Regions from separate parts of the Mus musculus genome. Here all the other regions are linked to region 1. Evidence: chromatin contacts called from public promoter capture Hi-C data. All regions are on one chromosome and are shown on one strand. Each heading gives the region's core, a stretch centred on a gene start, on an enhancer-like site or on the middle of the called end of the contact. The rest is flanking DNA. Distances are from core to core; before and after follow the strand shown.

Region 1 (2,609 bases), core at 38-2,537:
GCCTACCTACCAGCAGAGTTAGGCTTTTCCTCACAAGGGCACAGGGGATTTAATGGCAAACTAGGACTTAATGATAGGTGTGACTTGGGGCTCAGCCATTGAGCTGCCCCTTAGAGGCTTTTTTTTTTTTTTTTTTTTTAATAAGGTGGATAGGCTTAATGGCTGGTTGTAAGTTAGGGTTGTCTCCTTTTGTTGTGGAAATGGAGTCTAATTGGAGGTCAATCTTAGTGCACTAACGTTAACAGAAACTTTCTCAGCAACCCAAAACTTCAATGTTGGCACAAAAATGTCTTTCCTAGAGTTTGTAATAAGCCTGGTAATTCTCTTCCAATCATATCGCAGGCTCGCTTCCTAGTGACTCCTTTGTAGCATCAATATTACTCGTTTCTCTTGCATCAACCCCGCACCTGCTTCTGATATTTTCAATTCAATAAGAAGCAAGGGAACTTGGGAACAAACACATAGGTGGTTTTGGCTTGGTTTATCAGGTGTGAATGATCCAATTAATTAAGTATAGCCCAAATGGGGCCAAGCCAGGCAACCTGGGCTCTATCTTTTGAAGGAGAGAACCAACTTTTACTCAGCTACTAGGACCAAGCCTCCAACCATCACCTGCCAGACAAACGCCCTATCACTGAACTACTTTCAAAGCCCAACAAGTAAATCCCATAAATTATTACTTGATACAGTGTCTTGCTGTAAAGATTGGCCTTTCTCCTGACAGAAGAGAATACATATTGGGGGAATTCTCTCGCTATGTATGCCCTTGGAAATTAAACTCAGGTCCTCATATTTGGCGACCAGGGCCGTAATCTGCTGAACCACCTCCGGGTCCCTATTCTCTATCTATAAACGCTACTCACTAAAATGAAATATCCCTATAGGCTATATGTAATTGATTCGACCGCAGACGCCATATAAGCCAGCCAAAACCATACGAAAGGATTCCTGGGCAGCCATTCCGCACAGGCGGGTCTCGCTAACACTGGGGGTCCCTTTCCCAGAATCCTCATGGTCTCCTTCCGACAATCCAAACAACAGGTCTCCTCAGGCAGCGGGCGTCACCGGAGTTTGGGAGGTGAGGTGCTAGGACCGCCCCTCGCAGTCTCCCCAGGGGAGCCCTTCCGCTCTTCCCTGAGGCAGCGTTCTTCCTCAGAGTCCGTCGACCCGCCCATCCACTTCCCGTGAACTCCCCAGGGAGCCGGGGAGCGCGCCTTTGCGTGATTGGCCGTTCTGTGTGTCAATCCAGAGCTCGGCGCCCACAATTGGCTGGCTTGCCTCACGGTCGAGTCACGCCGCTGGAGCGGATTAGGGCGGAGCGGCAGGCGCGCGGTGCTGTCCCGCTGTGGGTCGCCGGCGGTTTTTCGCGTTGGTTTTGCACTGCGTCTGTGATGGCGGCGGCGGCTGAGGAGGGCATGAGTGCGGCCGCTCTAGTTATGTCAGTTCCCGACAGCATTGGCCGTTCTCCCGAGTCCGAAGGAGTTGGAGCAGGGGACGAAGAGAAGGACGCAGCCACCAAAGGAACGGTGGCCGTTGGGGACAGCGAGGAGGATGGGGAGGACGTTTTCGAGGTGGAGAGGATCCTGGACATGAAGTGCGAGGGAGTATGTGGGGGCTGAGCGGCCGGACAGGGAGTCTCCGGGGCGGGGACGGCGGGTTGGGAGAATCCGAGTGGGACGCCGAACAGCCTGGAACAGCTTGGGAGGACGGTGGCGGTCCGTAGGCGCAGACTGACATCCTGGAGAGGACCCTGGCCGCAGTCGGTGGAGGATGGATGCTTAGGGAAGTTCTAAGTGTTGTTTTGGCAGAAGAGACGAAGCGGTGACATGGAATGTTGAGAATCGTAGGATGCAAGGCAGCTGGTGGGAGACTTCTGTGGCCTTCAGCATTCGGGTATACGGTTAGGGCCATGGCTTTCCGTTAGGAAAGACTGGAGGATTCTCTACACCGTTGTCCCAATGTTTTCTAAAAGTAGAAAATGCTCCTTGGCTTAAATTCAGGAAATCCCATTCACACCGAGTGCCCGGGACAGTAAAGGTTTCCCAACCCAAAGTGTCCCTTTTCTGCGCGTTTTATGAGTGTAACTCAAGAGATTTAGAGTAAGCTTGAAAGGACAATCTTCGCACATCGTGCTTGAACACTTAACATCCTCCTTGCTGCGAATGTCGTCCCCGGGAGAAATTCTTAGTCTGTATTTCCAAGGCTTGGGATCCATCTGTTTGTGATACCTTTTCTCCCCTCTCTTCCCTTACCCGAGCTCTGCAGAAAAAGGTGCTTTCTCAGTTCTGTCCTTACTCTCTTACCTCTATTTAAGTCATTGTCTTTTATCTCTGTATTTGTCTTTTCTGCTCTAGATTGTGGGCTCCTTTAATCAGGGGATGTGGTTTATAATAATGCTTGAATCACGGACACTTAGTCCAGTAACAGCAAAGGCTGATTTTGTTGTTGCCGTTATCTGATACCGTGTACTGGACCCAGGGTTTCATGAATGCAAGGCAAGAGCTTTACCACAGAGATCTATCTCACGGCTGTGGGATTATTGAATGAGTAAACGAAATGGGAATTTGGAGAAAGGAGAAGATAAGGGCTGTAGATAGGAATCGTGCCTA
Region 2 (2,609 bases), core at 63-2,562, 2.9 Mb after region 1:
TTAATACCTGGTAATCATGGCACACACTAGAAATAACTTTTCAGACTGGAAATATGAGCTAGTTCGCTGTGGTTACAGGCACAGCATACAAAAGCCATGACACCATTCCTAGGTTCTTGCTGCATTTGGCTGTTAGGACTACAGTTGGCCAATGAAACCAGACTTAGACTACTGCTTTTCCAAGGGTAAACACTCTCTATGGAAATAAGGTATACCTGAGATTTTTGCCCTTGGGCTTCCACTCCTGGGAAGAGCTCCATCCAGAGACTGAGCAGGGTGAAAAGGTTCACTTTAGAAAGCCTTGGTATTTGACCTACAAAAGAGAAGGCAAGCACTTCAGAATTTCACTAGTGAAGGCAGAGGAGCTAAGCTCAAAGCTACGAGTGAGCTGCAGATGGTCTGGCAGGCAGGAGAATAAAAGCTTCCTTAGCAAGAGTGGCCACAACCTCACTTTCAGTGACCTCGGGTGGCACTTTCCAAAGTTGGGTGCTTTTTTTTTCTCCAGCTCACCCCACAGGTAAAATAGTAAAACTGATACAAAGGCTCTGGAAATAATCAATCAATCAATAGGATAAGGGCTCCTCTCTGATGTAGCCGAGGAGCAAGGTCCCCACCCCTACCCCTCTGGAACCTGGCATTGCTAAAAGGGCAATGGTTGGAACATGATTGATCTTCAACCATAAGGCAAAACTTGAGGGAGGTATCACGGGTGGTGAATTTGCCAAAGCGCAATTTCAGGCTCTTCAGCTCCGGGATACTGACTCTAGGTGCAACCACCCACCAGTGCAGGACAGGACGCGACCTATGAAGCCTGGACAGCACAGTGTCCGGGACGCGCGCCTGGCAAGGAGACCAGGGACGGCGGGGCAGACAGGAGTCGCTGTGAGTCACAGGGCAGGCAGGGTGTCAGGGAGGTGCAGTATGTGTGTGTGTGGGGGGGGGGGGGGGAGTAGCAGGCTAGCAGGGCGGGAAGGAGACATAGAGCAGGGAGGGTGCTGGGCTGTGCGGAGACACAGGACAGGCAGGATGCGGAGCTGGAGGGAGACTCGGGCAAGCGTGCAGAGCGCCAGGAGAGGGGCAGGGCGGGAGAGAAGGCCACCGCACTCACCCGTCATGCTGCCCGTCTGCGTGCCGACTGACCTCTCGGCCCCGGAACCCTCCAAACTCTGCATCTGATCCGTTTCTTTCATCCCCAGCCCAAAGGCCTCGGCCCAGGACAGCTTGCCCGGTCAGGCATGATAGGTTCCTTGAAGCTCGCCTACGGCCACCTCTGCGGCCTGTCAACAACCGCTTGTTCTGCGCAGCAAGATGACGTCTCGGTATGCCCCCCCCATCGCTTCCGGCGCTTAATGTGACGTCAGAGTCCGGCGCACCGAGGTGGTGGTGGTGGTTATCTATCAGTTATGCTACTCTGTGTAGCAGGCTGTGTTCAGTGATTTTTGCAGAAAGAAGGACGCTTGAAGTTGTCTTGGTTCGGGACAGTAGGGGACCAGGGTGGAGGACTTAAACAGAGAGAGGCGAACATAGAACCGGAGTGGGCGAGGTGGGGGAAGCAGGGCCATCGGAACCCAGCCGTCAGATGTGGGCGGATCCCAGGGTATTTGGTTCTGCTTCATATCCAAACTCACACAAACTATGAGAAGAGAACTGGGAGGATCGAAGAGTTAAGTAGACAGCGGAACCTGAAAAATCTGAGTTGTCCGTCCCAATGAATTTGTAAATAGAGCGTACGTGTGCGCGCTTACCGTACAGAGGGTATCTTCCTCTATATGGCCCTCCAAATGTTTGTTTTGAGAATGGGTCTCTGCTTGGATCTGGAGCTCACTGGTTGGCTACACTGGAGCTTCATCCTCCTGTCTCAGACTTTACACACTTGTGACTACAGGCTGGTGCAGCTTTACTCAGACCTTTTTTTTTTTTTAATGTGGGTTTGAGGGATCCAGAAGGAACTCCTCAAGCTTATATCTAAAGCATGTACACAATGAACCATCTCCTCAGCCCCCAGTGAAAAATATAAAGTGTAAAATGAAGCCTGGAGAGGTCAGAAACATGGCCCAGCAGTTAAGAACACTTCCTACTCTTCCAGTGGGTCTGAGTTCAGTTCCCAACACCCACATCCAGAGTGGGTCACTACAACCCTTAACTCCAGAGATGGATATTTGAACAAAAATTGTAAAAATAGTTTTATTTTTATTTAAAATATAATATCATTACAAATCTCCCCCCTCCCCGAGGCCCTGATCATTTTTAAATTAATTCATGGTTTTTCTTTAACCACTATTGTTTATATACATGTATTATATATGTATATAATATATACACACATATATCTCTACATATATGTGCTTGTATGTATATGCTTTTAGGACTGATCACTTGGTACTGGATAACTAGTTGAGGGGACTTATTCTTGGGGAAGACTAATTTCTCCTCTGTTATTATTTACCCTTCATCTAGATATGGGACCCCTGGGAGATTTCACCCATGTTGGCAAGTTAGCTGGTGTTGGCATTGTTCGGGTCTTGTTTTGGCAGCCATGTTGTTGAAATTTTGTAGGTGGAGCTTTCCTGCAACAACTAGAAGACAATGTTCTGACAGCTTCCTGATCC
Region 3 (2,609 bases), core at 68-2,567, 2.8 Mb after region 1:
TCAGCCAGGCAACCTTTCCACTGTAAAATTAATACTACAGATATCCAAGTGCCACAAAGAGACATTGCCAAGCTGCCTTCCACCTTAGATTCTAGTAACTTCCACCTCAGTACACTCACTCAGCCTGACACCTCAGGAAAGGGCAGGTGGGGACAGGAGGACCAGTAGCTCAAAGCCATCCTGGTCTACTAGGCTGGACTTCCACATAGCAAACAGCAACTAAAGAAAAAGCTCTCACCAGTGTAGCTTGGAAGCTAATTTACAAAAGAAAAAAAATTGCCAAAAAAAGTTAAGGAAATTTAAAGCTTATCTTCCAAAGACAACACTAATATTTCACTGTTAGTGTACTTTTTATTTGTTTGTATGTTTTGTATTTTGAGACAACGTTTCTCTGGGTAACCCTGGCTTTCCGGGAACTCAATCCGGAGAGAACTCAAGAGATCCGCTAGTCTCTGCCTCCCCAGCCACCATCTCCCAGCTTGCCAGGAGAATTTTATTTAAATTTGGTTCTTTGCCAGTCTCAAACTTTCATCTGGCCAAACATACAGGCAACTTCATTTAGATCTAAGTTTCCTTTTTACTTGGAGGAAAAAGAAACTAAAAAAACTAAGATACCACTATCTCGTTGGTTCTTTGATAGGCATGACATAATCGGAGCGTAAGTCAGGGTCAGGCACATTTTTAACGTGTTCGTATGTTAAACAACACAACAATGGCAAAACGCCTTCTGGTGAAGAATAGAAACCTATCCTATCGTATGTGGTAGGGTATTTGGAAGAGCTAATGGTCTGTTTACCAAATCTAAGACTAAACATAAATTAATCCTCCACTTTGGTTTTCTTCACTAACATGCAAAGAACCATGTTACTACATGCCAATCATATGATCTGTCAATCATATCCCTTTCTGCAGTGACTTTATTGATCTTGGACTGTTGAGTAGTGAGTCAGTCCGTCGCTCCGAAGATACCAATCAAGTTCAACTGATAAATAATTTCATTTGTTCATGGCCAGTGTAACCTTACCTGTGGAATGGACCAGTGTCCTGAAGATCTTGTCTGTGCTCCGCTGTCTACAGCCCATGATAGCCAAATTACTCAGAAATCACCAGCCACGAAAGTGAGCGCCGCAAGACGGTGGGGGAAACGCGACTGAGAGCCCCGGCCACCCCCGCTACTGAGACAGCGGGTTGAGGCGGCCTGGCACCCCGCGCGCCTTGCACTGTCCGCACCAGAGTCTGCAGTCCCGAGGCGGCTTCACCTCAGCGGGGGAGACATCAGCCCCAAGGGAGCTCCACACAGTTTCCGCGGCCCCGCGGCGCCGGCCGGAGCGCGCGGCCTCCTGATTGGTCGGCGACTCTCTCGGTTTGTCTCGCGCGGACTGCTACGGCCAATCGGGTTCTCGGCAGCCAAGTGAGGCACTTCGCTGGAGTGGTGGCGCAGCGCTCTCTGCCCGCGGTAGGTGTGTGGCTGCGGCGAGCCTTTTCCGGCTCTGGGAGTGTGTGTGTGGAAGGAGAGTCCTCGGGGTGACAGGAGTGTTGGGAGTGAAGGGGCGACTTAACTAGCAGGGGATTCTTCTCGCCCGCCCGGAGTCTCCTCCCTGTGTTTGGGAGGCAGGCGTGGTGGTGGTGGCGGTGGCGGTGGCCCCGGCTTGGCTTTGCTGGTCATTAGAGTCTGGCGCAGGCTTTGCTTTCCTGTCTTAACCCTGATCCCTTGGTTTCCGAGAGTTGCTCAGCAGTGTTTGTGGCGCGAAGATTCCCACCGCCGACCCCTGTCATGATTAAAGGAGGCTGGCTGTAGGATTCAACACGGGAAAGCCAGTCGTGGAAGGGAGAGGGGGCTGTCTCGACCACTGGCCTCCGGGTCGATAGAGAACTTTTCTTTTTTGTCAATTGCCAGGGGCCAACTGCGGAGCCTTTGCCCTTCTCGAGAGTTCATCCTTTGACATACATGGACAGCAGGTTGTGTGAGAGTAGTTTTATTCATAAGCATGCCGCCAGCATTCATTCAATGACGTTAGAAAAAAAGAGAGAAATAAAATAAAATAAAAAGGAGAAACGGGAAGTAAACTAGTGTTTGTCATGCTCCAAATTCACTTCATGCTAGGTATACATGTAGCTCAGGCAGACCGGATCTTTCTGCCACAGGAGCGCCACACCCTTACCCCAGTTTCAAAGGTGCTGATTTTTTTTTTTTTTTGTAAATTTCTCTTTACATATTTTTAACATTATAAACTTGATTTTAAAAAAAAGTTTGCAAAAAAAAAAAAGAAAGAAAAACACATCAAAATTAACCAAACCCCAAAACAATACAACTCAAATGAATACATCTATGCAATTAAAGTTGACTTTTGGAAACGAAATTGTGAAGCTTCACATTAAATTTAACACATGTCGAATATGTTTTCTGCACCTAGTCAAAACCAACCAAACAAGAAAGCCATGACAGCTTTGTACATTTCTGGGTCTGCGATGCTATGCGGGCTGGCTTTATGGAACAGGGTATTATTTAAGGAGGGTGTTGGAGTTTGGGAAGAGCAAGACACTGTACTTTCCTCTTTCCAGTTTTCTCTTGGGGAAAAAAAAGTAGAAAAGGAAGTAGAAAGCATTCT
Region 4 (2,609 bases), core at 46-2,545, 2.5 Mb after region 1:
TGGCTGATAGTGAGAGTCTAGTCAGTTCTCAGTTATTGTAGTAAGACCATATAGCCCTGTTATGAAGAGTTCATAATATGTGAGATCAGGTAACAATAGATACTTAATCTCTTAGATGCAGAGTAATACATTTACCTGCATTGTGAATTTTCTGTTTTGAGTATGTAGTATTATAACTAGAGGAGTAGTTGTAGCTGAGGCTGTCTCAATGAACTTTTACAACAACTGAAGATGTTAAGTCTGCAAGAAGAATAGATGGTGTCTGACCTCAATTTTGAAAGATGAGAGACCGATGAATATTTTGGGAAATGTTAGGAAAAAAAAAAAAAAAACCAGAGCCAGAGTCATTAAACTGGTAAAAACAGATTTTACCCAGGGACTAGTACAACAGAAAGAAACATTAGGGTATAAAATAGGGCTCAATTTCTATATTGCAATAATTTCTAAGTAAAATCTGTTTTTAACCTCTTCCTCCTGTTTTTTCTTTGAGAAAGGAAATGGTGATTCTGAACATTTGAGATCAAGGCAAAAGAATGAACAAACCCTGAGAGGCCTACAGCAATTTAAGGTATATATATATATATTTAAAAATGTAATCCACCGAAAGTACTCAAGAGAAACAAGAATTCTCTATAGGGGGGAAGCACGTTGTAGTTACTATGTGCTGACAGAAAGGTTTTTGGACCGCATCTGCTTAGTGGTAAACAGAAAACAAAGGGGATTTGTATTTACCGCTGGGACCTGAAAAGGGAAAGGTGAGTCTAAACAAGATAGCTTGAATGTTGGGGTGCCAAGTGTAGACTTTGGTCTCTAGTGCCAAATGGGAGAGCCTAGGGCGGTAGGGGACTTTACAACTGATAAGCTTCTTCTGATAGACGCACAAAGCACAAAGCACAAAGCGGCCGCTCCCTTCCGGACCTCAGTTGTACCCGCTTAACACAAGAAAAGTTCTGGGCAGAGAGAGAGCTTTCAGCAGCCTTGCCTCTGCCCTCCTGACCTAGGCGTCCTGGCCTTCCTCGGACCGGGCAGAGACACGTGTCCTGAAGACCAGCGGCCTGGGATGGGCGGAGCGGGAGGAAGGCCACGCTCTGCTGCCATCCTGGGACGCCTTCGCCTTCCGGTCCTCGCGGGAGCCACTACGGCGCCCCTGCGCTGCGCCAGCAGCCCGGTCTACAACCAAACCCGAGCGGGAACCTGAGCAGACAGAGGGCGCGCGCTGCGCGGGGCGCTCCGGTGTCACGTGACGCGACCCGCCCACGTGACCGGCGGCCCGGGCGCTTGTGCTCGCTCCCGGTTTTGGGGGGGAGGAGCCGGCTACGGCTAAGGCGGCGGCGGCGCAGCGGAGTCAGGGCCTGGCCGGGCGGCCTGACAGGTAGAGCGCTGCAGGGCGGCGGTGCGGGCGAGCGAGCAGGCGAGCCGGACAGGGCCTTGTTCGGCCGCTGGCTGCTGAGTCCGCGCCCTCCCGAGGGCCGTGCGCACCAGGCGCGTTCGCGACTCCCCGGCGACGCGCACCCCGCACCGGGCACCCGCGGATTCCGTCTTGCGGGCGCTTCCCCCAGGTGTGCGGCGAGCCGAGTACGTGGCGTTGCCCGCGGCCTGCCTCTGAGGAGCTGCGCTGTCCGCCCTGCGGGGGAGGAACCCGGAGCACGCAGGTTAGCGGTGGGAGGCTGACTGCTGCAGAGCGCCGAAGCCGAGGGTTGCAGTTTTATAAGACAATACAGCTTGCTTTTAGAAACATTCATAGTCTCCCTCGCCTCTGCCCCGTTACTGCTACGAGGATTAAAGCTCGTGGTGGGCAAAACAATCGGAGTTTCTGAGACTGGCGTGCGCTGTAGCGGGCGTAGCATCAAAAGCAAGAAATGCTGGCAGGCATGAGATGATGCTTACGGGACCCTTACGGGAGTTTAGAGTGTCTTTTAAATTTTGACTTCAATTTAAATCACAACAGGATTTAGGTTCTCTTCTTCTGTGGCCTGGGTTTTACTCCATTGTGTGAATACCAGTACTTCGGGGCGGGTTTTTTTTTTTTTTTTTCCTTTCCCCCTCTTTGTGCCTATTGAAGAGGAAGTGATGCGTTAATCTTTGAAGTGTTTCTTCTGTGATTTTTAAGTCTTATGATCCGAAGTGTTAAGTTCTACGAATCTCAGAACATATACAGGAAACCAAAGCTATGAAGCTCGTAGCTTAAATTTTGTGTTCTAAGGTTTTAAACTGAGTGCCTGTGTGTACCAGAAAGTGAGAAGTCTGGGGTCTTTATCCGAGAGTCATGCAATTGAATTGCTCTTTCTGCATTTGGTACTTAAAAGGAAGCATATGAAACAAAGGTTGGGCCTTCATGCGTTTACAGGCCTGACAAGACATTGAAATACATTTTCTTTCTTAACTAGGATCTATAGTTAAAAAATTTTAAGACAGTACATTACCTTATATGTATCCAGAGATGTGATAAAAACTGCTGGACTTTAACTAGAATAGATTTCCTAACATGTCAGTTAATTAATCTACTATGTAATTTGGCTCACAATATAGACGAAAAATTTCAAGTTTTCAAGTATATCTAGGCCACAATATACGGTTTATAAGAAGTCTACAGATCGAGTTCCAGGACC
Region 5 (2,609 bases), core at 66-2,565, 2.1 Mb before region 1:
CAAATCCACTAAGTTCTAATGGAAGGCGTCTTCCTACCGTTACCATTTTGCTGGAGCTACAAACTGTTGCTGTCTGTCGTGTTCCCAGTAAACTAAGGGGTGTGGGTCCCAGTATACCTTTTGCCCCCTTTATAGCTCAACTGTGGAATATCACAGTTTCTTTCTGGTGCTTCTCTGTCAGTGTCATCTCATGAAAGAGCTATCTGTCTGGGAGCAAGAGCGACAGACACTTGAACTACAACAGCTTTTCCAGTAACAATGCACTGCAGTGGTTAGTGTGGGGACATAGCTATACAGATAGGTGTTTTGCCAGAACCTGGAGCACCTTGAAAAGAATGTCATCAACAGAGAGCAATGAGAAACTCAACAGCAACACAAACATTGCCTGCCCATTCTTTCCCTTATTGCTTTACCCACTCCTCCAAATGGCAGCTGAGCCCGAGGCAGCCCCGAGTCTGAAGCTTATTAGTACTTAACGCTTCACGTCCACAGAACATTGGTTTATTCGCTCCTTTTATGAGTCACATGAAAGCAACTAGCCGTTTGTTTTGTAGCGTGGTCTAGAGGAATCAGCTGAGGAGGCGCAATTCGAGACATTAATTTGTGGCTCCGCCCCGCCCCCCATGTTTTCTGTGTGAGTTTATGTGAAATGCTCCTTTTTCAGGTGCCAACAGTGTTCCACCTGCAAAGCCGCGATAACGGTTCTTGCCTTGCATGAAGCATCAAGAATTAATAACAATCGACTTGTCAACAAAAGCTATTTAGTTATGTTTTACCAGTAAGTTCCGTTTTACCAACTCAGAATGTTGTTGAACTACACCTACAAATAAAGTTTTGCAGGCCAGTTAGGCACCCAGCCACGAGGGTTTCAACCGCCCAGGGGTCCTCAGCGGAGCCGCCCACAGGACGTGACCTTAGGCTTCACCCCCACCCTGCGCAGGCAGCCGGGGTCCCACGCGCAGGAGCGCAGAGCGCCGAACTCTGACGCAGGCGTGCTTCGAGCCCTCCAGCCGTTCCCCTGCACGCTGTGCTGGACGCAGATTGATCGTCCTGACTGTTTTCACAAGAGGTGACCCTTACAAGGCCGGAGATAATCAAGATGCAGACGCGCTCTCCGGCGCCGACCTACCGTCTGGGTCGCCAAGGAGTCCTAAAGGGCGAGCGCGGCCTCGCCGCAAGCTCGCGGTCGTCGAGCGCTAACCTGCACGGCTCGCCGCCGGAGCGCTAAGGCCGGGGCCTGCCCGGGAAAGGCGCTGCCGCCAGCGTAGAAACAACTGGGTCTTAAATCAGCCGGGCACAGGACGGGGCGGGGCCTCCGTTCCCGCCTGGCGCAGCCCCGCCCCGGGAGCGCGCGCTCAGCGCAACTGTCGCGGTAGCGGCTCGGATCCTGGAAGTCGGAACTTCACCCATTTAACAAAGGGGAAGACTAGGCACGGAAGGTTATATAGAGGTGGCGGCCCAGCTCGGAAGCTTAGGCCTGCCACTGTGGTGCTCGGAGGTCGAGCCAATGTGTTGTTGGTATCAGAGATCGTCCTGTCTCGGCCTCCCGATTGATGAGAGGAAAGGTGCACGCCACTACACCCCCACTGGTTTGTTTTTATTTATCGATGTGGGCGAGCGCATGCGCCATATGTGGGCGGTGTCCACGGAGGCCGGAAGAGGGAGCCAGAGCCCTTTGAGCCGATGTTACAGGTGCTTGTGAGCTGCCAGATTTTGGGTTCTGGGACTTGAACTCAGATCCTTTTACTACGTTGCTCCAGCCTCACCTCTTGAATTTCTTAACCTACCTCGCCTCCTCCGCGCTCCCTCTGTTTTTTTTTAAAGTCACGTTTTATTTACTGTGTGTCCTACGTGTGCTGTGGAGGTCAGAAGACATTCTGGGAGTGAGACATCATAGGCTTGGTAGCAAGCTCCTTTACCCATTGAGCCGCGTTAACTGCCCTGCCCCATTCCCACATCCCTTATTTCCCATCATCCTTCCTTCACTCCTACTTATGCCTACACTGGTTTTGTAAAACTAAGGGTACCCAATCAGGAAGTGACTTCTTTTGGAAAATAAGATGTTTAGCTGTACTGTTAATCCTTCACCACACCTACTCAGGAGGTTGAGTTAGGAAGATCGAGAGTTCAAAGCTAGGCCCGGGCACTATGCTGAAGTTGCCCATCTAAAAAAATAAAAGTCTTAAATAAACTGCTTCAAGGTTATTAGAGCTCTTTATACGTTTTTATTTATTTTACTGTTGTTTACGTGTGTGGGTGTTTGACTGGCACATATGTCTGTGAACCACTTGTATGCTTACTGCTGTGGGATCCTCTGGAACCGGTTACAGTTACCACCATATAAGTGTGGAGAATCCAACCCAGGTTTACTTGAAGAGGGATGGTTGAGCCATCTCCCTAGCCCAGTGATTAGATCGCTTGCATCAGAGAACAAACTGATAGGATGGAGCAAAAGTGCTAGGAAATGGAGCTGTTTGGCTTTTCCTTAGAACAGCAGTTCTCAACCTGTGGTCGAGACCCCTTTGGTTGGTTGAACGACCCTACAGGGGTCACCTAAGGCCACTGGAGAACACAGGTGTTTACAATTCGTAACAGCAAAATTACAGTTA
Region 6 (2,609 bases), core at 70-2,569, 2.1 Mb before region 1:
CAAAATAACAATCACATTGTATTTCTTATCCCTCCTGGGTTTTGCGTTTGCCTCCTCTTGCCCCTACCCCAAGTACCCCTCCCAGGACCCCACCCCCACCCCCGTTCAGTAACTGGACTAGAATATTGTCTCACACACTTTCCCAGATGTGGAGTTTTCCAAACAAATCCCAACCAATAAAAGGTCACTTTGTCAAAATGCCAGGAGATTCCCTTCTGGTACCTCCCCCCAAAACTACTCATAAAGGCTAAAATATACACAGTTGCATGTTTAGGAAGGAAAACCAATAAAAAACCAAAAGCATTTAAAAAGTCACTAAAAGGCTCTGGACTACACACTCAGTCCCCGTCCCCCCCACTTCGTTTGCCAAACACACTGACTGCAGGCTTTGGGGCAATTATTTAATTATTCACTAATCTGATATAAAAAGAAGCAGAAAAGAAGGTAAATTCCAATAGGATGAAAGTTCTTAAGTATGCTAAGTGCAGGATTTCCTCTACGCTTTACTTTGCATTTGAAATCCTGTTTTGATCACATTTGGGAACACAGAGGGGAAAAAACATCCTAAGGTCTATTTTACACACATAAAATCAAATGAAAACACTTTAAAAATAAAATCCGATAACAGCACATATACACATACTTTACATAAATACAAAGAATAAACCACAAGATGAATCCATACGAAATGGTATGTTTTAAGTGTACATACACACAAATGTCCTCATGAAATTGTGTGTGCAAAACACTGTGAGAGAGCTTTCCCTTCTCTCCTGGGAAATGAGTGTCCCAATTAAAATAACCCAGTATATTTAATCTATTGGCCTGTCACACTCGCTGCTACATTGCTGCTACAGCACTTGGTTTTGGTTCTGAGTGAGTGTGTCTAAAATACATGCCAAAGGCTTTGTGAGGGCACCTCAAATCTCTCTGTTGCCTGTGGTAGAAATTCACATTATCGCTTTAACCCGATTAAAAACAAATCTATACTTCCCCAAGCGACTAAAATTTAAATCCTTCAACCACAAAATTTACCAATTCTTAAAATGTGATCCAAAAAGAAAAAAAAAATCTGTAAATTGGTCTGGGAACAGTTGCACACGGCTTCTCAACTTGGTATATTTTTAAACCTCGACCAGGAAAAAGAAAGAGAAAGAGAGACAGGAAAAGAAATGGGGAAAAGAGCAAATTCCCCTTAGCAACAGTTTCCTCACCCCAGCACTGCCACAGATCTCTATTTTTAAAAATTTGGAAAACGCACACAAGATGAAGGAGGAAAAAAAATGGAAAAAGGATACTCGAAGGTCGTATGGCTCTTTGTATTCGTGTGTGTGCAAAAAAGGAGGACTCGCGGAGCCGGAGCTCACAAGCCCCGCCCCTTCCCGGCCGCCCGCCCGGATTGGCCGCCGCCCGCCCCGCCCGCAAGCACACGCGCCGCACCCGAGGCGCCCGTCCGGGGGGCCCCCGAGGGCCGCGAGCTCCCGGACCTGGCCGATGCGCCCACTGCCCTTCCCTTTCTCCTCGCTGTCCGCTCATCTTTCCCGTCTCGTTCTCCCTCCCCGCCCCCCAAGCCAGGCTCAGAAGAACCACCCTGTGAGTGAGCGCCCTCTGACATTGCTAAGCTGGGAGAACTAGCGAACTTGGGACCTCTTAGGCTGATTGAGCGTCAGGTTTGGGGGGCGAGGCCCTCCAACCCTTGGTTTCCCAGGCCAGTGTCTCTGGGTCACACAAGTTGTCTAGCAGCCCACCTTTACATGAACATCTATGAGTGTAACGTTGTTCAAGTGAGAGGCTAAGTAGCCTTACACTTGGGGCTTGTTTTTGCACAGCCTGAGCCAGGCTCCCCTACTAGGCTAAAACCACATTCTGAAGAAACCAAAATGTCTCCCTCACACACCCTGCATGTAGACCATTGCTTAAACCTCGATTTTAAGCAGTCCATAAACCGGTCTCACTGCACCTTTTTATTATAAAACGTTTGCGCGAACACACACACACACACACACTAACATACATACATACATACGTGTGTGTGTGTGTGTGTGTGTGTGTGTGTGTGTGTGTGTGTATTTTTTCTTTTGGTGGGGGCACTCGCGTGCCGCAATGCAAAGTGTGGCAATTAGGGGACAACTTGTGCCAGGTGTGGTGGCGCATGCCTTTAATCCCAGCACTCGGGAGGCAGAGACAGGCGGATTTCTGAGTTCGAGGCCAGCCTGGTCTATAAAGTGAGTTCCAGGACAGCCAGGGCTATACAGAGAAACCCTGTCTCAGAAAAAAGAAAAAAAAAAAAAAAAAAAAAAAAAAGAATAGGGGACAACTTGCAGGAATTCTCTCCACCTAGAGGGTCTGAAGGATCAAACTCAAGTCCACAGGGGTTTGGCAGCCTTCACCAGTGTCTCTGCTGGACACTAAGTTCTCTTTCTCCCCCCCCCCTCTCCCTCTCCCTCTCCGTCTCTCTCTCTCTCACCTATTTATTTATGTTTTAATATCTGAAACCCATGACCCTTCTCAAGTCTTCTTTCTAGGACTTCCTGCCTTTTCCTCCTCACTCGAACCCCTGACCTATGAGTTTATAAAAGAAAATGAAAAGAACTCTAAAAATGGTGATG
Region 7 (2,609 bases), core at 32-2,531, 2.0 Mb before region 1:
TCGGGCTGGACTCAGGAAAGCCTCCCCTGCCCCTGAGGAACCCCACGTCTCCAGACTGTCTCCAGCCCATTCTGCCAGTCTCGGTCTTTAAGGGGAATTGGTCTAAGGGAACAGAGTGGGGCTACATCTGGAAGAATTGGGAACAGGGCTGCAGGCAGTGCAGGGGGACCAAGAGAGGTGAAGTGGAGGCTGACCCAGGGGCCAGAGACAGCGTGATTGAAGGCTTGGGGCCAAGAATCTGGGAGGGTCTGGCAGATGGGGAAGACCAGATGAGAAACAGACAGACCACGGAGAGAGAAGGGCAGCAAGAGAGAAAAGCAAAGACATCAGGGAAGCAGCCTGAGTGTCTGAAAGGCAGAGAGGAGTCCTGGGTACCAGGCTTGGGAACTGGTAGGGGCAGGTGAACCTTTCTCTCTCTCTCTCTCTCTCTCTCTCTCTCTCTCTCTCTCTCTCTCTCTCTCTCTCTCTCTCTCTCTCTCTCTCTCTCTCTCTCTCTCTCTGTGTGTGTGTGTATGTGTGTGTGTGTGTGAGATCAGGCCTCGGAACTTCATTCTGGTAGAGTAAGCTACTAGGAGCAGTAGAGGTAGGGAGGGGCTGCGGGAAAGGAGGTGGAGAGAGAGGACCCTTCCCATTTCTCTCCCTCCTCCTGAAGGGGCCCATGGTCAGGTAGCTGTGCCCCTCCTCCTTCCCCAGAGCAGACACACACCTGACAGGCCGTTTGCTCCCCAGAGAAAAGAAGCCAGAGGGCAGCAGGGGACCAGAGAGGTAGGCGGGACGAAGAGGAGAGAAGGAAGGAAACGGAGGAGTGGGGAAACAGGATAGCAGGAGGGAACGAGGAGAGGAGAGGAAAGGAGAGGGAGGTAATGAGAGAGAGGAAAGGAGAGCGGGAAAAGAGGAGAAAGGTAAAGGAAGAAAAAGGCAGAAGAGGTGGGAAGAGACAGGGCAAGAGGGAGAGAGAAGGGGCAGAGAGGCGGAAGGGTGAAGAAAAATCGGGAGGCAAAGGGAGAGAGGTGTGTGAGATGGGAGAGAGCAGAGCGCGGGAGAACCGAGCCGGCACGGCTCTCAGCCAGAGCGCACCGCAAGCTGCGGACCCCCCGCTGCCCCCGCGAGGATTCCCGACCCGGGCAGGCGCCCTTACCTGGCACTACCGAGGGGCCCGGGACCGCGAACAGCGCCCCGCCCGCCTCCGTCGCTGGCTCCCGGGGGCACAGCCCCAAGCCGATCCAAGCCGGCGCCGCGGCTCCGCTGCAGGTCTGAGCGGCCCCGGCGAGAACAAGGGAGCGAGACGGAGGGGGCGGGGGAAGGAGGCTCCGCCTGCCGAGGAGAGGCGGCTCGCGCGGGAGAGGAGAGCCCTGCCTCCGACCCTCCCCAGCCAGTCCCCGCCCCCGCGGCTCCCGGGCTGCTGGGCGCATACAGATGCGGGGCCCCTCCCGGGCCAGCCCGCAGCACGGCAAGGTACAGGGGTAGCACGGCTAGGCTATTATTCCCAGGGCCTGGCGGAGGAGACTCAACACGATCGGCCAGCACAGCACCTGCGGAGGCACACCGTGAGGCGGGGCGCTGGGAGAGCACTGCGGGAGACCCGGCTTCACGTTCTGGATTCGGGTGCGGCTGCGAGGCTACCGACTCAGGACCTTGTGCGGGTCACGACGGCGAGTTCAGTCAGCTAGGGTGAACTTCAGGATGGCAGGGGAAGCAGGAGTCTAGGGAGCTCGCCAGGGACAGGGGAAAGATAACGGTGGGCAGTGAGAACCTTTTTTGGGGAAGCTCTTTGCAAGATCTAAAGAGTGTGTGCACCCCCTGGTGGCAGTTGTGGGAAGCACCTTGAAGGGCGACCAAATGCCTAATTGTGCAGGGGGACCGGGAGGCCGACCCTGCCGGCTGTTGGGGTACTGCAAAAGAAACAGGCCACCCTATTTCCCAGAGTAAAAAGACATACAGCTTTGGACTGATTAGAGACAAAGTGGGGATGAAGGTTCCCGAGGAAGGCCGCTGCCCCAGAAGAACGCAGATGCCCACCGTCACAGCCATTCACCTTCCCCTTTCACCCAAACTCTTCCCAAGGAAAGGCACTCAAATGCTAGTCAAAACTAAGTCAGATTTTTATTTTTCCATAGACCACATCATTTAATAATAAAAAAAATAAAAATAAAAATTGAACAAAAGGAAAAGGTGGCTATAAAGTGGAACCAGCGGGCAAGAGACTGCAGGCCAGAGAACAGGGGACTGCAGGGGCCTGGGACTCAGGAGAGGCTGATTCAGCTCATAGGTGACCCAGTCCTGGCCCCAGCTGTCCCCAAAAGGCTGAGTACCAAGGGAGGCGGAACGCAGGATGGAGGGAAAATGAGCGTGGGACACTGGTTATTCCCACGTACGGCCACATCTTCCCTTCATAGCCTAGCTCTTCCCTCTCAGACTTAACAGGAAGAAAGGAGAGGGCCAAGTTCCAAGAGTTAGGTTGGGGAACAGGGAGATTGCCACTGCTCCATTTGATATGAGGGGACGTGTGGCAGTTATAGTTCAGCACTGAGCAATGGTGTGAGACCCTTGGTTCCAGGGTGGTGGTGACTGTACCTATCCCTCTGTGGCCTTTGACCTCCCAGGACCAA

What was found. Promoter capture Hi-C pulls out the DNA fragments that hold promoters and counts their contacts.
Region 2: a contact with region 1 is called in a promoter capture Hi-C map of pre-B cells. The contact joins the promoter of Cdadc1 here to the promoter of Mphosph8 in region 1. A contact is called at or near these places in 3 of 39 promoter capture datasets (hippocampal neurons, liver and pre-B cells).
Region 3: a contact with region 1 is called in a promoter capture Hi-C map of pre-B cells, with 9 times the contacts expected there. The contact joins the promoter of Setdb2 here to the promoter of Mphosph8 in region 1. A contact is called at or near these places in 5 of 39 promoter capture datasets (3T3-L1-derived adipocytes, hippocampal neurons, liver and 1 more) and 1 of 115 datasets of contacts at active chromatin or transcription factors (astrocytes).
Region 4: a promoter capture Hi-C map of pre-B cells shows a contact between it and region 1, with 8 times the contacts expected there. The contact joins the promoter of Rcbtb1 here to the promoter of Mphosph8 in region 1. A contact is called at or near these places in 3 of 39 promoter capture datasets (hippocampal neurons, liver and pre-B cells) and 1 of 115 datasets of contacts at active chromatin or transcription factors (astrocytes).
Region 5: a promoter capture Hi-C map of pre-B cells shows a contact between it and region 1, with 5 times the contacts expected there. The contact joins the promoter of Haus4 here to the promoter of Mphosph8 in region 1. A contact is called at or near these places in 2 of 39 promoter capture datasets (liver and pre-B cells).
Region 6: a contact with region 1 is called in a promoter capture Hi-C map of pre-B cells, with 4 times the contacts expected there. The contact joins the promoter of 4931414P19Rik here to the promoter of Mphosph8 in region 1. A contact is called at or near these places in 2 of 39 promoter capture datasets (liver and pre-B cells).
Region 7: a promoter capture Hi-C map of liver shows a contact between it and region 1, with 7 times the contacts expected there. The contact joins the promoter of Cdh24 here to the promoter of Mphosph8 in region 1. A contact is called at or near these places in 3 of 39 promoter capture datasets (liver and pre-B cells).

What each region holds. Positions count from the first base shown.
Region 1 is chr14:56,666,961-56,669,569 of GRCm38.p6, forward strand. It overlaps Mphosph8 (M-phase phosphoprotein 8), which reads left to right and starts at 1,288. Exons shown (of 14, transcript NM_023773.2): 1 at 1,288-1,604. The coding sequence starts at 1,392. It also overlaps the pseudogene Gm4032.
Region 2 is chr14:59,596,647-59,599,255 of GRCm38.p6, forward strand. It overlaps Cdadc1 (cytidine and dCMP deaminase domain containing 1), which reads right to left and starts at 1,313. Exons shown (of 10, transcript NM_027986.3): 1 at 1,109-1,313; 2 at 216-313. The coding sequence starts at 1,190.
Region 3 is chr14:59,439,563-59,442,171 of GRCm38.p6, forward strand. Setdb2 (SET domain, bifurcated 2) reads right to left here and starts at 1,318. Exons shown (of 14, transcript NM_001320720.1): 1 at 1,025-1,318. It overlaps Gm45935 (predicted gene, 45935), which reads right to left and starts at 1,318. Exons shown (of 24, transcript NM_001320725.1): 1 at 1,025-1,318. It overlaps Cab39l (calcium binding protein 39-like), which reads left to right and starts at 1,401. Exons shown (of 11, transcript NM_026908.4): 1 at 1,401-1,456.
Region 4 is chr14:59,199,933-59,202,541 of GRCm38.p6, forward strand. It overlaps Rcbtb1 (regulator of chromosome condensation (RCC1) and BTB (POZ) domain containing protein 1), which reads left to right and starts at 1,296. Exons shown (of 12, transcript NM_027764.2): 1 at 1,296-1,652.
Region 5 is chr14:54,553,046-54,555,654 of GRCm38.p6, forward strand. It overlaps Haus4 (HAUS augmin-like complex, subunit 4), which reads right to left and starts at 1,316. Exons shown (of 10, transcript NM_145462.2): 1 at 1,130-1,316.
Region 6 is chr14:54,604,589-54,607,197 of GRCm38.p6, forward strand. 4931414P19Rik (RIKEN cDNA 4931414P19 gene) reads right to left here and starts at 1,320. Exons shown (of 7, transcript NM_028890.2): 1 at 1,215-1,320.
Region 7 is chr14:54,640,083-54,642,691 of GRCm38.p6, forward strand. It overlaps Cdh24 (cadherin-like 24), which reads right to left and starts at 1,282. Exons shown (of 12, transcript NM_199470.2): 1 at 1,139-1,282. It overlaps Acin1 (apoptotic chromatin condensation inducer 1), which reads right to left. Exons shown (of 19, transcript NM_023190.3): 19 at 2,079-2,609.